Regions from separate parts of the Ovis aries genome. Here region 2 is linked to region 1. The links are chromatin contacts, called in public Hi-C maps. All regions are on one chromosome and are shown on one strand. Each heading gives the region's core, a stretch centred on a gene start, on an enhancer-like site or on the middle of the called end of the contact. The rest is flanking DNA. Distances are from core to core; before and after follow the strand shown. Region 1 holds the start of CDC73 (cell division cycle 73). Region 2 overlaps LOC105611804 (a long non-coding RNA gene).

What was found. Hi-C and Micro-C count contacts between places; a contact is called where the count stands out from the background.
Region 2: a Hi-C map of blood shows a contact between it and region 1, with 4 times the contacts expected there. The contact joins the enhancer-like site here to the promoter of CDC73 in region 1. A contact is called at or near these places in 2 of 16 Hi-C or Micro-C datasets (both in blood).

What each region holds. Positions count from the first base shown.
Region 1 is chr12:11,317,328-11,324,318 of ARS-UI_Ramb_v3.0, reverse strand. It overlaps CDC73 (cell division cycle 73), which reads left to right and starts at 2,522. Exons shown (of 17, transcript XM_027976263.3): 1 at 2,522-2,875; 2 at 5,426-5,531. The coding sequence starts at 2,745.
Region 2 is chr12:11,636,144-11,643,274 of ARS-UI_Ramb_v3.0, reverse strand. All of the region lies in intron 1 of LOC105611804 (a long non-coding RNA gene), which reads right to left. Among named protein-coding and RNA genes, the nearest start is that of RGS2, 14 kb to the right of the region's middle. Within about 2 kb of position 1,649, at least 4 of the 54 cell types and tissues checked have an H3K27ac peak or open chromatin away from gene starts, as enhancers often do.

The sequences.
Region 1 (6,991 bases), core at 1,273-3,772:
TAATTTTCTAATTTTTCAGCTCTACAACTGACCTTGCCTTTTATTGTATTTTGACAGCAACATTACTGAACCAACAGTAGTGAGGCAGTTTTAAGGGATTTAAAAACTAAATGATCTACAATTTTCAGCCCTTTGACTGTTACAAGCAATAGATTATTAATGCTATATCTCACTACATTAAGTATCATTACGCTCAAGATGTGGAGAAATAGTACCCCCTCCTACACTGTTGGTGGTAATATGAATTGGTGCAGCCAGTATGGAGAGCAGTTTGGAGGTTCCTTAAAAAGGTAAAACTAGAACCACCACAGCAATCCTACCCCTGGACATATATATGGAGAAAACTCCAATTTGAAAAGATACATGCACCTCAATATTCATAGCGGCACTATTTACAATAGTAAAGACATGGAAGCAACCTGAATGAATGGATAAAGAAGACATAGTATGCAACGGAATACTGCTCAGCCAAAGAAATAATGAAATAATGTCATTTGCAGCAATATGGATGGAGCTAGACATGATCACACTAAGTGAAGTCAAAGAAAAATAGTATGACATCACTTACATGTGGAATCTAAAATATTATACAAATGGACTTATTTACAAAGCAGAAACAGGCTTACAGACATAGAGAACAAACATGGTTATCAAGGGGGAAAGAGGGAGGGGTAAATTAAGAGTTTAGGATCAGCAGATACAACCTACTATATGTGAAACAGATAAACAACAAGGACTTACTGTATAGCCTAGGAAACTACATTCAATATCTTGTAATAAACTTTAACGGAATAGAAAAAAAGAATAATTACCCTTCAAAAAAACCCACATAATTTACCCCAACAGAGAAACTGGTTTTGGTTATTGCCATAAAACTGAATGTTCCTGTCCTCCTCAAATTCATAAGTTGAAATTCTAATTCCAGAGTGATAGTACTAAGAGTGAGACCTTTGTGGGGGTGACTAGGACCTTACTCAAAAAAGACCTCAGACACCACTCTTCCCACCAGATGAGGATGCAATGTGAAGACTCAGGTGTTTGAAGCAGCAAGCAGGCTCGCACCAGTCTACCGGTGCCTTCATTTTGGACTTCCTAGCCTTCAGAACTATCAGGAATAAATCTGTCTATAGGACACCTGGTATACGTCATTCTCTTGTAGCAGCCTTAATGGACCAAGTCATCGTTTGTGTGGGAAACAAAGTTCAGCATCTTCTGAGGAGACTCTAATGACTCTCCTAATGTATCATAAAACCCTGACTTCCTTGAATTCCTCTGTGGTGAGATAGTCAAGTAGTACTGGATGCTCTGATACAAGTATAAATAGAGTAGATAGTACTGGGGATAAATAAAAAGGTTATTTTTAACATGTTTGGGGTGAAGTTTAGGAAAATTTACAGAATAGTCAAAATTTCTCAAATTCAGCTGCAAAATGGCTGAAGAGTGAATACAGAAAAGTGAACCACATTCTACAGATCTCTCTGCAGTGCACATAACGAAAATTGCTTTCTTTCAAATCGGGTAAAAGAATTTGGTTATGTCAATCACAAAGTCGACTTTTTTCCTTTTCTGCTATAGTAAGACATTTTTAAAAAATGGCCCATGGGATATGTTTAAGGTAGACATGCCACAGTAAACTGAATTTATATCAATAAACTGAGCTTGTGTTCTCTAACTCTCCTATTAGCATCTCGGAAGACAGCTATTAAACTGTAGCCCCTTGAGGCTGGCCAGGAGAAGGGGACAAGAAGGAAAAAGCCACCATCTAAGGAACTGAGAAGGGGAAGATCCAATATTTATGATTTTTTGATTTGCCTGATGCTTTTAGCTTCCATGTTCTCCATTAACCAATTGATTCTGTGAGAAGGTGTGTAACTTGACTGAGGTCAAAAGGCAGCTAACAAACACCAGTGCCCCGGCATTGATCTTTGGCCTAGGCGAGCCCACTAAAAACACAAAATAAAAAATAACCCCCAAAGCAACATCTTTCCCCAAACACCTTTCCCTTCTACAGGGGTTTATCAAGAGGCCATTTGTTAGGTGGGTCCAACCTCGTCGGGACGGCAACCTTGGCTCTGCAAACCTCTCACCAGGCTGCAGCCTGGTTAAAGGAGAGACCACACTGCACTGGCCAGCGGCCAACACTGCGGGCCCGTCGAGGAGCACCCATTGCGCGCTCTGGGAACTGACGTCCCAGATTCCCCGCGCAGGTGCGCGCGCACCTGTCGCCTGCCGCGTGCGCGCTGCGCGTGGTGGGGCGAGTCGGGGGCGGGGGAAAGGAGGATGAGGTCCGTGCTCCCGCGCGTGCGCCGGGCAAGGCTCCCCCGTACGTGCGCCGTACGTGGGCGCTGCGTCCCCGCGCCCTATGAGTTGCGGGCCGGGAGTCGGCCCCGCGCGCCAAGTGGGAGTCTGGGAGGGGCGTTTCCCGGGCGGGCGCGGCGCCCCCTGGCGGCGGGCGGCGGCGGCGGCGGCGCGCGCGGTCAGGCGTTCTCCGCGGGCAGCCCGCGGCGGGGCCTTGCCTCCTAGCGCGGGGTCCTCGGCGGCCTGGGTGGCTCCTTCCCCCGCTGCTGTCGTAGGCGCGGACGGCTGCCAGTGCGACTGCAGTTGGCTCGCGGCGGCGGCGGCGGCGGCGGCGGCGGCCGAGGCAGAGGGGCGGGGGGTGGGGGGGCTGAGGCGACAGGCGAAAGGGGCGGCGGGCGCGGCGGCGGCGGCGGGGCCCGGGGCCGGCGGCGGCGAGGGGGGCGAAGATGGCGGACGTGCTCAGCGTCCTGCGACAGTACAACATCCAGAAGAAGGAGATTGTGGTGAAAGGGGACGAAGTGATCTTCGGCGAGTTCTCCTGGCCCAAGAACGTGAAGACCAACTATGTGGTTTGGGGGTGAGTCTGTTGCGGCGGGGGGCAGGGCTGGGCGCCCCGGGGTCCCCCTCTCTCTCTCCCCGAACCCCTCCCCCCCGCTCCCCTTGCGGGTTGAGGAAAACGGGTGCTCCGGGGAAAAGTTTTCCCGGGAGCAGAAGTTGCAGCTCGTCTGTGAGGAGGGCGCGGGAGGAGCGGCGTTCGGAGGGGTCCCTCCTCCGCGGCTCCGTGTGGAGGTCTCTGCCCCTGTGTGTGGAGAGCCGGCCGGGTGCATAGGTGCATATAAAGGAGCGCCCCGCCGGGTCCTCGGGCGGCTCTTTTTGTCCTTTAGTTGTTGTTTTTTAAAATCTCTCTCGGAGGCTCTTCTGCGATGGTCTCTGCTGGCCCTTTGCAGCTCCTGGTCGGTTCCGTCTCCTTTCGCGATTCCCTCAAGCAGAGAGAGAAGGGAACCCACTCCGTCAGGTTAGGACGGGTAAGATTTCGGCGACCTGGGACAAGTCGTCGGAATCTGTTGGAGGTGAAGGCAGGGGTCTCCCTCAGGGAGAAAGTTCCTGCTGAAATGAAGTCAACTTTGCCATTCTAAGTGGGGAACGAATAGAGTGTGCGATTGTGTGGGAAATGTGTGTGAAGAGTGTGTGTCTGGGAATGTTGATCCCAGTGAGGGTTGCCCGAGTGTAAGTCCTTAAGGAAGACACCCGAAGGGAGATCTGAAACCTACACGGGAAAAGTATCTGAAAAAGAATAGATATATGCATATGTATTTCAAAAGAAAAATAGGTCTGATCATCATGAGGGGCTTTTTGAGTGAACCCTTCCTCTCTCAGTGGCGTTTCATTTGGATAGCTAGAGCCCTAGACGAAAACTTTCATACTTATTTTGCTTGATTGAATGGGAGCAGTGGGCTTTAGGAAGAGTTGATGAAAAGCTAGGGGAAGTTTAGTTCCTTGGGTTTTATTTATTTAATTTTTTTGGCATCTTGGGCTGCTTATGGTTTAATTAGCTTTGTGCAGATGGGTAAAATCATTCTGAGTTTTCTGGTTTTTTTTTTTTTTTTTCCTTTCAAAAGGAACTTGCACAGGCAGATTTACATTTTAAAAACAAATTAACAGCTTATGTGATGAAAAGTCTATTTGATTTGGGGAGTAACAAGCTGGAAGAGGTTAGGAGTCCTCTGCCCCACACATTGTGTAGGAGCTCAGCGCTGATTGGATTTTTAACTGATTGGTTTTTCTTTAAAAAATGGTTGAGTATTCACAGTGTAAGGCTGTTCAGTCCCAGAACTGGAAAATATTTTGAAAACCTAGGTCGGTGCCTCAAAGGAGGTTATCTCAATCAGAGTGGAAGAGATGACACATAACTTGATAAGAATCGAATTCCAGTTCCTAAAGAGAGCAATCACTTCTAACTTGGAAAGTTTTCATAGAAGTGTGTTTGGCCTATGGACATGCTAGGTTTTTCTTGAATAAATGAATGAACAAATGTTAAGGAGTGGATAGGAATTCTGAGGGCGAAGTAGTGGGCTAGGTCTTTCCAGCTGAGGGAATGGCATGCTTAAAGACCTGAGAGCTGGAAAGGAAATGTTTTGATAGCTGAGTGAAGCCAGTAGTAAGAAAAGAGTGCTTACAACAGTAGATTTCAAACTTTTGCAGCAGTGAATCACACCAGTACATGTATTTTGATTGAGTGTTATTCTCTGTGTTTAGGGAAATGCACACATATGCATGACATTAATATTTACCCTTACTGAATGCAGTGCATCCTGTTGTTTTTTTTTTTAATATATCACGATATCACGAAGAGATACAGCTTGTTACTCATGTATTATCTACTTCATAATACAGTGATTGATAAGTGATATGTGGTTTGAAGTATATTGATTTAGGGAAAAAGTGGAAATACAGCCTAGAAAAATAATTGGGACTGATTATATTGGGCCATATTCAGATGAATTTAAACAATACGTTGATATTTCTAGATGGGGAGAATGTAATAGGACAGTGGGATTGGACACTAACATTTGTTGAGCAAGTAGTAGTATGTATTTGCATGAAAGGGCTTGCACTCCTGGATGACTGTTTTATCACAGGTAGAATTAGTTTTGGTTTTACATCACTAGTTTAATTTGAGAGAAGTCATAAGAATCATATCTCTGAAGTTAATTGTAGTGTTAAAGAATGTTGGTAAGGGTGTTTTCTCAGCAGAATCTTACTTAGAAGACATGATAAGTTTCTTGTAAGTTTAGCCTAAGTGACTAGTATGCTTCTTTTAATCAGTTTGTTTCTCTTATGGATCCTTCCTAACTGATTAGGTTTCTCTATTAACAAAGCCCAGAAGCTAATTTGGACCAAATTCTAAGAAGTCTGTAGTAATAAAGTTTGAATAGTACTTTCCTTACCTCTTGCTTTTTGTCATTGTTTGCATTTGTGTGCCCAAATGACATTTTCACTTATTAGATTTCATGCTCTTAAGAATATTTTTCTTTGGATAGCACCGTGTGTGTAGATAATGCTATATGATTAAGCTCAAGGAGTTGTATTAGAATTGTGAGTAAAAATCTTGTCTTAATCATTTCAGGACTGGGAAGGAAGGCCAACCTAGAGAGTACTACACATTGGATTCGATCTTATTTCTACTTAATAATGTGCACCTATCTCATCCTGTCTATGTCCGACGTGCAGCTGTAAGTAGAATTCATTTAGAGACTTGTTTGAATTTGATAGTTGATCCTATTTGGTGATAACTTCCCTCATGAGTTTCAGATCAAAAGAATGAAAGGTTTATCTGTAAGAAAGTCTCCTGGAGGGTCAAAGTTAGATCAATTTATGTGGATTTTTAAAAATTTGTGTTTTTTTTTTTTTTAACTTGTGAGTTGTGGGTAACGTTTATAGTAGTAGGAGTTTCAGAGCTGTTTTTTAGGGATGTTTTAAAAATTATGTAAGCCTGTGGGAAGACCCTGATATTCAGAACTCTAGTTTCAGTTCAGTTCAGTTGCTCAGTCATGTCTAACTCTTTGCGATCCTGTGGACTGCAGCACGTCAGGCTTCCCTGTCCATCACCAACTCCTGGAGCCTACTCAAACCCATGTCCATCTTATTGGTGATGCCATCCAACCATCTCATCCTCTGTCATCCCCTTCTCCTCCGACCTTCAGTTTTGCCCAGCATCAGGGTCTTTTCCAATGAGTCAGGTCTTCACATCAGGTGGCCAAAGTATTGGAGCTTCAGCATCAGTCCTTCCAATGAATATTCAGGACTGAACTCCTTTAGGATGGACTGGTTGGATTTCCTTGTAGTCCAAGGGACTCTCAAGAGTCTTCTCCAGCATTACAGTGCAAAAGCATCAATTCTTCGGCACTCAGCTTTCTTTATAGTCCAACTCTCACATCCATACATGACTACTGGAGAAAAACCATAGCTTTGACTAGACAGACCTTTGTTGGCAAAGTAATGTCTTTGCTTTTTAATATGCTGTCTAGGTTGGTCATAGCTTTTCTTCCAAGAAGCAAGCATCTTTTTATTTCATGGTTGCAGTCACCATCTGCAGTGATTTTGGAGCTCTAGTTTAATCTCGAAAAAAGGATTTTTTGGCATCAAAAAGAGTCAGATTTAGTAGACAGCTTCCCCCCCCCTTTTTTTTTTCCTTTTTTCAGGGATTCTAGTTTCCTGACCAAGGATTAGACCCATACCCCCCTGTAGTGGAAGTGCAGAGTCCTTTCCACTGGACTGCTGGGAAGTCCCAGTAGACATCTTTTTAAAATGAATTTTTAATCAACAAACTTTCTTCATTATTGATAAATTTATTTGTTTTCAGATGCTTGAAAGGTGCCTGCTTTCTGCCTTAGAGTGCTTGAACACTGCTTCTCTGAACAAGAAATATATATTTAGTGTCAAGTGTGTATTTAAAAATGCAATATGTGGGGTGAAACTATTTGTGACTTGGGAAATTGTGGTATAAAATAGCAGCATCTATAAAGAGCAGCAGCTCCATAAAGCTCTGTTAACTCAGATCTTTAAAAATGAAATTTTAAAACACTGATTAGAATGTTTTGTTGAATAGGTCCATTCATTTTGAGGTAATAAAGATAGTCCACACTCTTTGTTTAGGTTTATATTATGTCTCTGGGGAATGACTATAGCAGGT
Region 2 (7,131 bases), core at 400-2,899, 320 kb before region 1:
GTGGAGACTAATAATAATGAATAATCAGATAAGGAGGACGCCCTATTCCTATTTTGTTCTGAGAATAAAAATGAAATTATTTATTGAAATTCCTCAATAAATGCTGCTTCCTGGTATTTTTAAAGACAGAAGGCAGTAAGCAGAAGCCATTAGGCAGAAAAAGAAGAGATGAAGTAACCAGCCATGGAACAGGAAGCAGTGAGAAGGTGCTGAGTCACAGGCATGACAGGTGGAATCGCCCTAGGCTCCCAGAGCTGCCCCTCATTCTGAGCACTTGCTCAGAGTTTCCTGGCTCTCCATTCAGACTGTGTGTCCATCCTAACAATAGACTGCTATCACCCAGGGCAATGAGGATGTCTCAACCATGAAATAATCAAACATGCCAATGGGATCTCTGTTAAATTTTGGTCAACCAGACTTGCTTCTGGGAAGGTACTGACAAAAAAAGCATTCCTTCCACTGAACAAAAGAGTCCTTTCCTTTTCTGATTTAACTCAGTCTCTTTAACTGTCTCTTCCTTCAGTTTCAACAGAGTCCAAAGGACACTTTCTCCAAACTTCAAGGGAAAAATAAAAGTTTCTCAGTAATATAGTGTGTACAGCACTCCCCAACTTACAAAGTATTTTTTTTTAATTTCACATCCACAAGAGGAGAATATAAAAATAACAAACTCTAGGAGTGGAATCTAGGGATTTTCATTTTTAATGAGACTTAATGACTAGTTAATCCTTTTATTTCACTTGTTAAATGAAAATCAAATTCCAGTTTTACCATCCTAGGAATATCTGCACATCAGCTGAACTAATGCTACGGGTGTCTAATCGCTCTTGAAATCACACATGTATAAGCAATCTCTTGGTTTATCACATAACCTAGTATCATTCACGGGTTTTCTATTAATTAAATCATCATTTCATTCAGCAATTACACTGACTATGCAATTACCATGTGCCCAGCAAGGTATTCAAGGGTGGATTTCACTAGCTCAACCATCACCATCAGCTTTTTACAGACCATAATTACACAGCCAGGGTATCCATGAGGAAACCTAACTCATGACAACCCAAACTGGGCTTCCCACCGAAACATCAGTTCTACAGTGAAATGGTTACAGACTTAGAATTCCAATCCTGGCTCTGCCAGACTCACTCGCTTCTTCATCTCTCCCAGCATCTGTAAGATGGAGATAACAGCACCTACCTCACAAAGGTGTAACAGTAAGAGATGAAGAAAATGTATGTAAAGTGTCTAATCAGTGGTTGGTACATAATAGGTGTTCAATAAACAAAACCTACTGTCATTATTACTAAAGGGTCAGACTTTTTCCAAAGAGGATTGTTAAAAACTCCATTATCATTATCATTAATGTTCTCATTTTTCAAACAGAGAAGACTCAAGCTCAGAGAAGTTAAATCCTTCATTCATGTAACAAATGTGGCCAGCCCTTACTGTGTGCCAGACTGGGGCTGGTTTCCACAGGAACAGGGACGCAGAGGACAGAGCCTTTGGCTTCAAACACCTACTGTCTTACAGAGGAAACAGGGAAAAGCTGACGGCCCCAGAAGAGGGAAGCACAGGGCCGTGGTAGCACAGAAGTGAGCTCACTCCGGACGCAGGCAGTGGAGGAGGCTCCCCAGATGGGGTGTCCCCGCTGAGTCATGAGGAAGTAACGTGGCAAAAGCAGTTACCACTAGCAGCCTGGCTTTAATGAAACCAGACCCTTGTCTCAAGACCTGTGAACTTCCACCAGTACCACAGCTCCTTTGATTAGATTCGCTTAACAAGGGATTTGTTCAGTTCAGTTCAGTCACTCAGTTGTATACGACTCACTGTGATCCCATGAACCCCAGTACACCAGGCCTCCCTGTCCATCAGCAACTGCCGGAGTCCACCCAAACCCATGTCCATTGAGTCGGTGATGCCATCCAACCACCTCATCCTCTGTCGTCCCCTTCTCCTCCTGCCCTCAATCTTTCCCAGAATCAGGGTCTTTTCAAATGAGTCAGCTCTTCGCATCAGGTGGCCAAAGTATTGGAGTTTCAGCTTTAATATCAGTCCTTCCAATGAACACCCAGGGCTGATTTCCTTCAGAATGGACTGGTTGGATCTCCTTGAAGTCCAAGGGACTCTCAAGAGTCTTCTCCAACACCACAGTTCAAAAGCATCAATTCTTCGGCGCTCAGCTCTCTTTATAGCCCAACTCTCACATCCATACATGACTGCTGGAAAAACCATAGCCTTGACTAGACGGACCTTTGTTGGCAAAGTAATGTCTCTGCTTTTTAATACGCTGTCTAGGTGGGTCACAACTTTCATTCCAAGGAGTAAGTGTCTTTTAATTTTCTGGCTGCAATCACCATCTGCAGTGATTTTGGAGCCCCCCAAAATAAAGTCAGCCACTGTTTCCACTGTAGCACTTGTTTGATGGAAAAGTCTGTACTGGGTGGCAACAAAGGTGACTAGTTATAGTTATCTCATGAAAAGAATGGGATATAAAACAGACATACAGATGCCCAACTCAACCGACACCCAACATACATCTGATGTTCAAAACCAGGTACTGGACGTTCTGCTGGAGTTCTCGCCTAGTTCTCAGGCTCTCAGTGTGGATGCTAGTGATTCCTCACACGCCCTGTAGAAACAAGGAAAAACACTGCCCACACTGTGAATTCCACCAAGCAGCAAAGCCAGGCGATATTATTTGCCACCTCATGTGTAAATTCCCTGGTGGCTCAGATGGTAAAAGCATCTGCCTTGCAATGTGGGAGGCAGGGTTCAATCCCTGAGTTGGGAAGATCCCCTGGAGAAGGAAATGGCAACCCACTCCAGTACTCTTGCCTGGAAAATCCCCAAAACGGAGGAGCCTGGTAAACTTTATAGTCCATGGGGTCACAAAGAGTCGGACACAACTGAGCGGCTTCACTTTCACGTGTAAATTGTAATATAAATTCTTTAATAAATATCTGATTGTGCGTGTTAAGTCACTTCAGTCATGCCCAGCTCTTTGCAACCCTATGGACAGTAGCCCACAAGGCTTCTCTGTCCGTGGGATTTTCCAGGCAAGAATACTGGAGTGGGTTGCCATGCCCTCCTCCAGGGGATCGTCCTGACCTAGGGACGGAACCCACATGTCTCCTGCATTGGCAGGCAGGTTCTTTAGCACTAGCTCCACCTGGGAAGCCCTAAATATCTGCTTAGTACACATCAAGAGGAGCATCTTTTATCACTTGTAAGTGCTATGAATTCTATATTTCACTGTGCTTATTTGAAACTGTTTACAGTGGAAAATTTTTTAACTATTCCATTTAAGGTATCTATGTCTTTACAATTGAGTTTTTCTTTAGTTTTGAGTGCTTTCTTCAGCAGATTTGGGGATCAGAATTATGCTTGCTTCAGAAAAATTCTTGGGCAAACTTCCTGCCACCCTGTGCTTTGGCGCAATATAGGAATTACCAGACCCTTAGTGGTTTTATTCAGTTCACCTGAAAAATCCACTGAAGCCTGGTCACGACTCACTAAGAGCCGTGCTCCCGCTGCAGCACAGACTCACCTTCAGGTACCCTCTCAATGCTGCACTCCACACAGCCGCTGAGAGACACACACAGATGGGTCAGTTATTTTCAGCCTTTCTTTATTACATGTGGAATGTAAAACACAGAACAAATGAATAGACATGACAAGACAGAAACAGACGCACAGATACAGAGAACAAACTGGTTACCAATGAGGAGAGGGAATGGGGGTGGGGCAGGACTCATGAAGGGGATTAAGGGGGACAGACTACTGGGCAGAAAGGAAGATACAAAGATGTAGCTTACAGCACAAGGGATACAGCCAACATGTTATAACAACTTCATATGAGTATAATCTATACAAACATGGAATTGCTCTGCTGTACACCTGAAATTAATGTTGCAAATCAACTATACTTCAATTTAAAAAAGAAAGAAGAAATTAAGACAAGTCCTTTTCTATGTATGACTTTGACCACATCCCACATATTTTTATACGTGATTACTCCATCTTAATGATTTCCAAATAGCCTTTGAATTTCACCTTTATTTCCTCCTTGGCCTACAAGCTCTTCATTTAGCACACTCCCCACATAAAGCAAAACTCAGGAAACATATTATTAATATGTGGGCTTCTGGTACAGCCTCTAAAGCAATGTAATTTTACCCTCACACATGACCCTTATAGCACACCTCTACTGCTTGAAAAAAGAAACCTTCTCAGGTTACACTGAGGATGCCATCCACTTACTTCTCAAGAGATACCAACTTTACTGCCATTCAAGTGTGATAGGTTTTTCCTTCCTATCTTCCATCCTTTGGTCCTTTCTGTTTCACATATTCCCAAGTTCCATATTTCTCATATGTCAATGGCATAGTTTCCTCTTTTCCAGCAGTACTACAAAGCTTCCTGTTTTCTTTTCTTTTTAAATTTTTTCACATTTCAGTGGATTTGGGGGAAGAGGAAGAGGTAATTGCACAGGCTCAAGATAAGACCTTAAAGCAAAAATCCAGAATTTTTTAAACTCTTTCAAGTGCTACCCGATGGATCATACTCTTAATAAGGCTTTCCTACTTATTCTCTTCTTGAACCTAAGAAAATTATCTAAACTGATAATTGTACATATTAATATATTATGTTATCATAAAGTTGAACATTATAATCCAAATAATGCAATGGTGCTTATATGTGAACAGAAATTAAGAGCTTAAAAGCAGTACAAGTACAAAGGCAATTATTTTCTATCATTATGAAAGTTTTGAAACCCTTAGGAAGTGTCTTGTCCTCTAAAGTCTACAGTGCAATAGGCCTCAGTTCATTTGCCTGAGAGAAGCAAAAAGCTGCAAACTATTACATAATGATCCAAAACAGAAATTCCTAAAAACAAGAAACCTAAAAACAAGAAAGGTATAAAGTATACCTTTATATTAATTATTAAATTGTTTAAGACAAATATATATACACACATATGTACATACATATGACTTTGTTCAAATATATGACTTTGTTCAAATATATATTGTAATAGTGAAATAAGAACAAATGATAATACCATATGACCTTTTTAATCCTGTGATTCTTTTAAAACATTAGAAAAACTGTCAGATTTTTCACATGTTCATGTTTTAAATGGATAGACTGTATATCACTACCTAGTCAATTTTACTTCTAATTTGTATCTGTTAAATAGTTTTATAAAAAGTTTATCTGTTTAAAATAGGTAAAAGTCAGATCTTTAAGAAAAGTAACAAATAGATTATTCAATAAATTGCAAACAAAAAAATACTAACAGAAAGAATAGTAAGCTTACTTAAAAACACTCAGTGTTTTTTAACACAAAGCTCAGTGTTAACAGGGAAAGTGTGTAAGGTTACAAGAGGAATTTAATTACATATATGGAGGACATATGACTCTCCGGCACAAGTCACACAGGTAACAGATGCCAGATACCCTGGAAAAGTGACCATGCATTCACCCATTCATTCGTACTTCTACCCATCCACAGCCTTAGAAAATATTTATTGAGGATTCTCTATGCTCCAGGACACAATAGTTTTTAGAGGAGGAGGAGGAAGAAGAGAAAGAAGAAAGAGGCAGGGGGAGGAGAAACTGCCTAGTGAGGAATAGGGACAAGAAACTAAGCAATTATAATATGTTGTGGTAAAAACGGATAACCAACAAGGACCTTCTCTATAACACAGGGAACTCTGCTCAACGTTGTGTGGCAGCCTGGATGGGAGGGGAGTTTGGTGGAGAATGGATACACGTACACGAACAGCTGAGTCCCTTTGCTGTTTACCTGAAACTATCACAACACTGTCAACTGGCTACACCCCAATACAAAATTAAAAGTATAAAAAAATAAAATTATAGTCAATTATAGCTTCCCTGGGAGCTCAGATGGTAAAGAATCTGCCTGCAATGAAGGAGACCTGGGTTCAAGCCCTGAGTAGGGAAGATACCCTTGAGAAGGGAATGGCAACCTACTCACATATTCTTGCCTGGAGAATTCCATGGACAGCAGAACCTTGCAGGCTACAGTCCATGAGATCACGAAGAGCTGGACACAACTGAATGACTAACACACATGAGTATGACTATAACAGTGTATGTAATAATTTTTTTAATGATTTATTCATTAAAATATATGGTCTAGGCTACCATGAAGTAGTCATATTGCTGTTTCTTTTCTATCAGTGCATGAATTATTATACCTGTAAATAAAATTTCTTTATAAAAAAAAACAATTCATTGTGTTAAGCACATTAATAGGTGCTGTGGGCACATCGAGGAGAAGCACCTCATCCAGATTTGTCAGCAGAGGGAGAAAAAGTGTGCAGGTGGTGTGCAGGAGAGAAAGTTCATTCCAGTGATGCCTGGAAAAGTGTGAATGACAGAGAAGACAGTCCGATAAAGACTGGAGAGAGTGGGAAAGGTCCAAGCAGAGAGAACAGTGTGAGCAAATGGCTAAAGGAAAGAGAAAGCATGGCACATGGAAGGAACTGCAAAATATTCAGTAGATAAGGGCACTGAGAGCAAGGCAGCAGTAATAAGAGAATAAATGAAAGGATTTCAGGATTTTTATATTGACATATAAAAAAAGATCTTCTATGACAATTTACGGAATTCAGAACTTATCTTAAGGGCAGTGAAAAGTCACTAGCAGTTCTAATCACAAAAGCAATAATGATCAAAGGTTTTAGTAAAATTACGCTGGCTGAAAATAGACCATTCAACAGAGAGGATCAATTAGAACATCAATAAGAAGTCTTGCTTGGATCCGTAAGAGAGAGGAAGAGAGGATTAGGAAAACGGAAATGGGAGGGAAGTCTCAAGATATATTTAAGAAATGAAATTAATAGGCAGGATAAACTTGATATGGGACTGAGAGAGGGTGGAACTCACAGGTGACCACTCCATCCACCCTCATGCTTTGTCTTAGGCAACAAAGTGGATGATGTAACCATTCACTGAGATAGAGAACTAAGGCAAAGAAACAGGTTTAAGTGCATAGATGGGAAACACTGTTTTTAACAAGCTCACTGGAACTAACTATGAGTCATCTAAGTGAATCAAGCTAATGGACAATTAGCTATAAGAGTCTGAGATGAGGAGAGA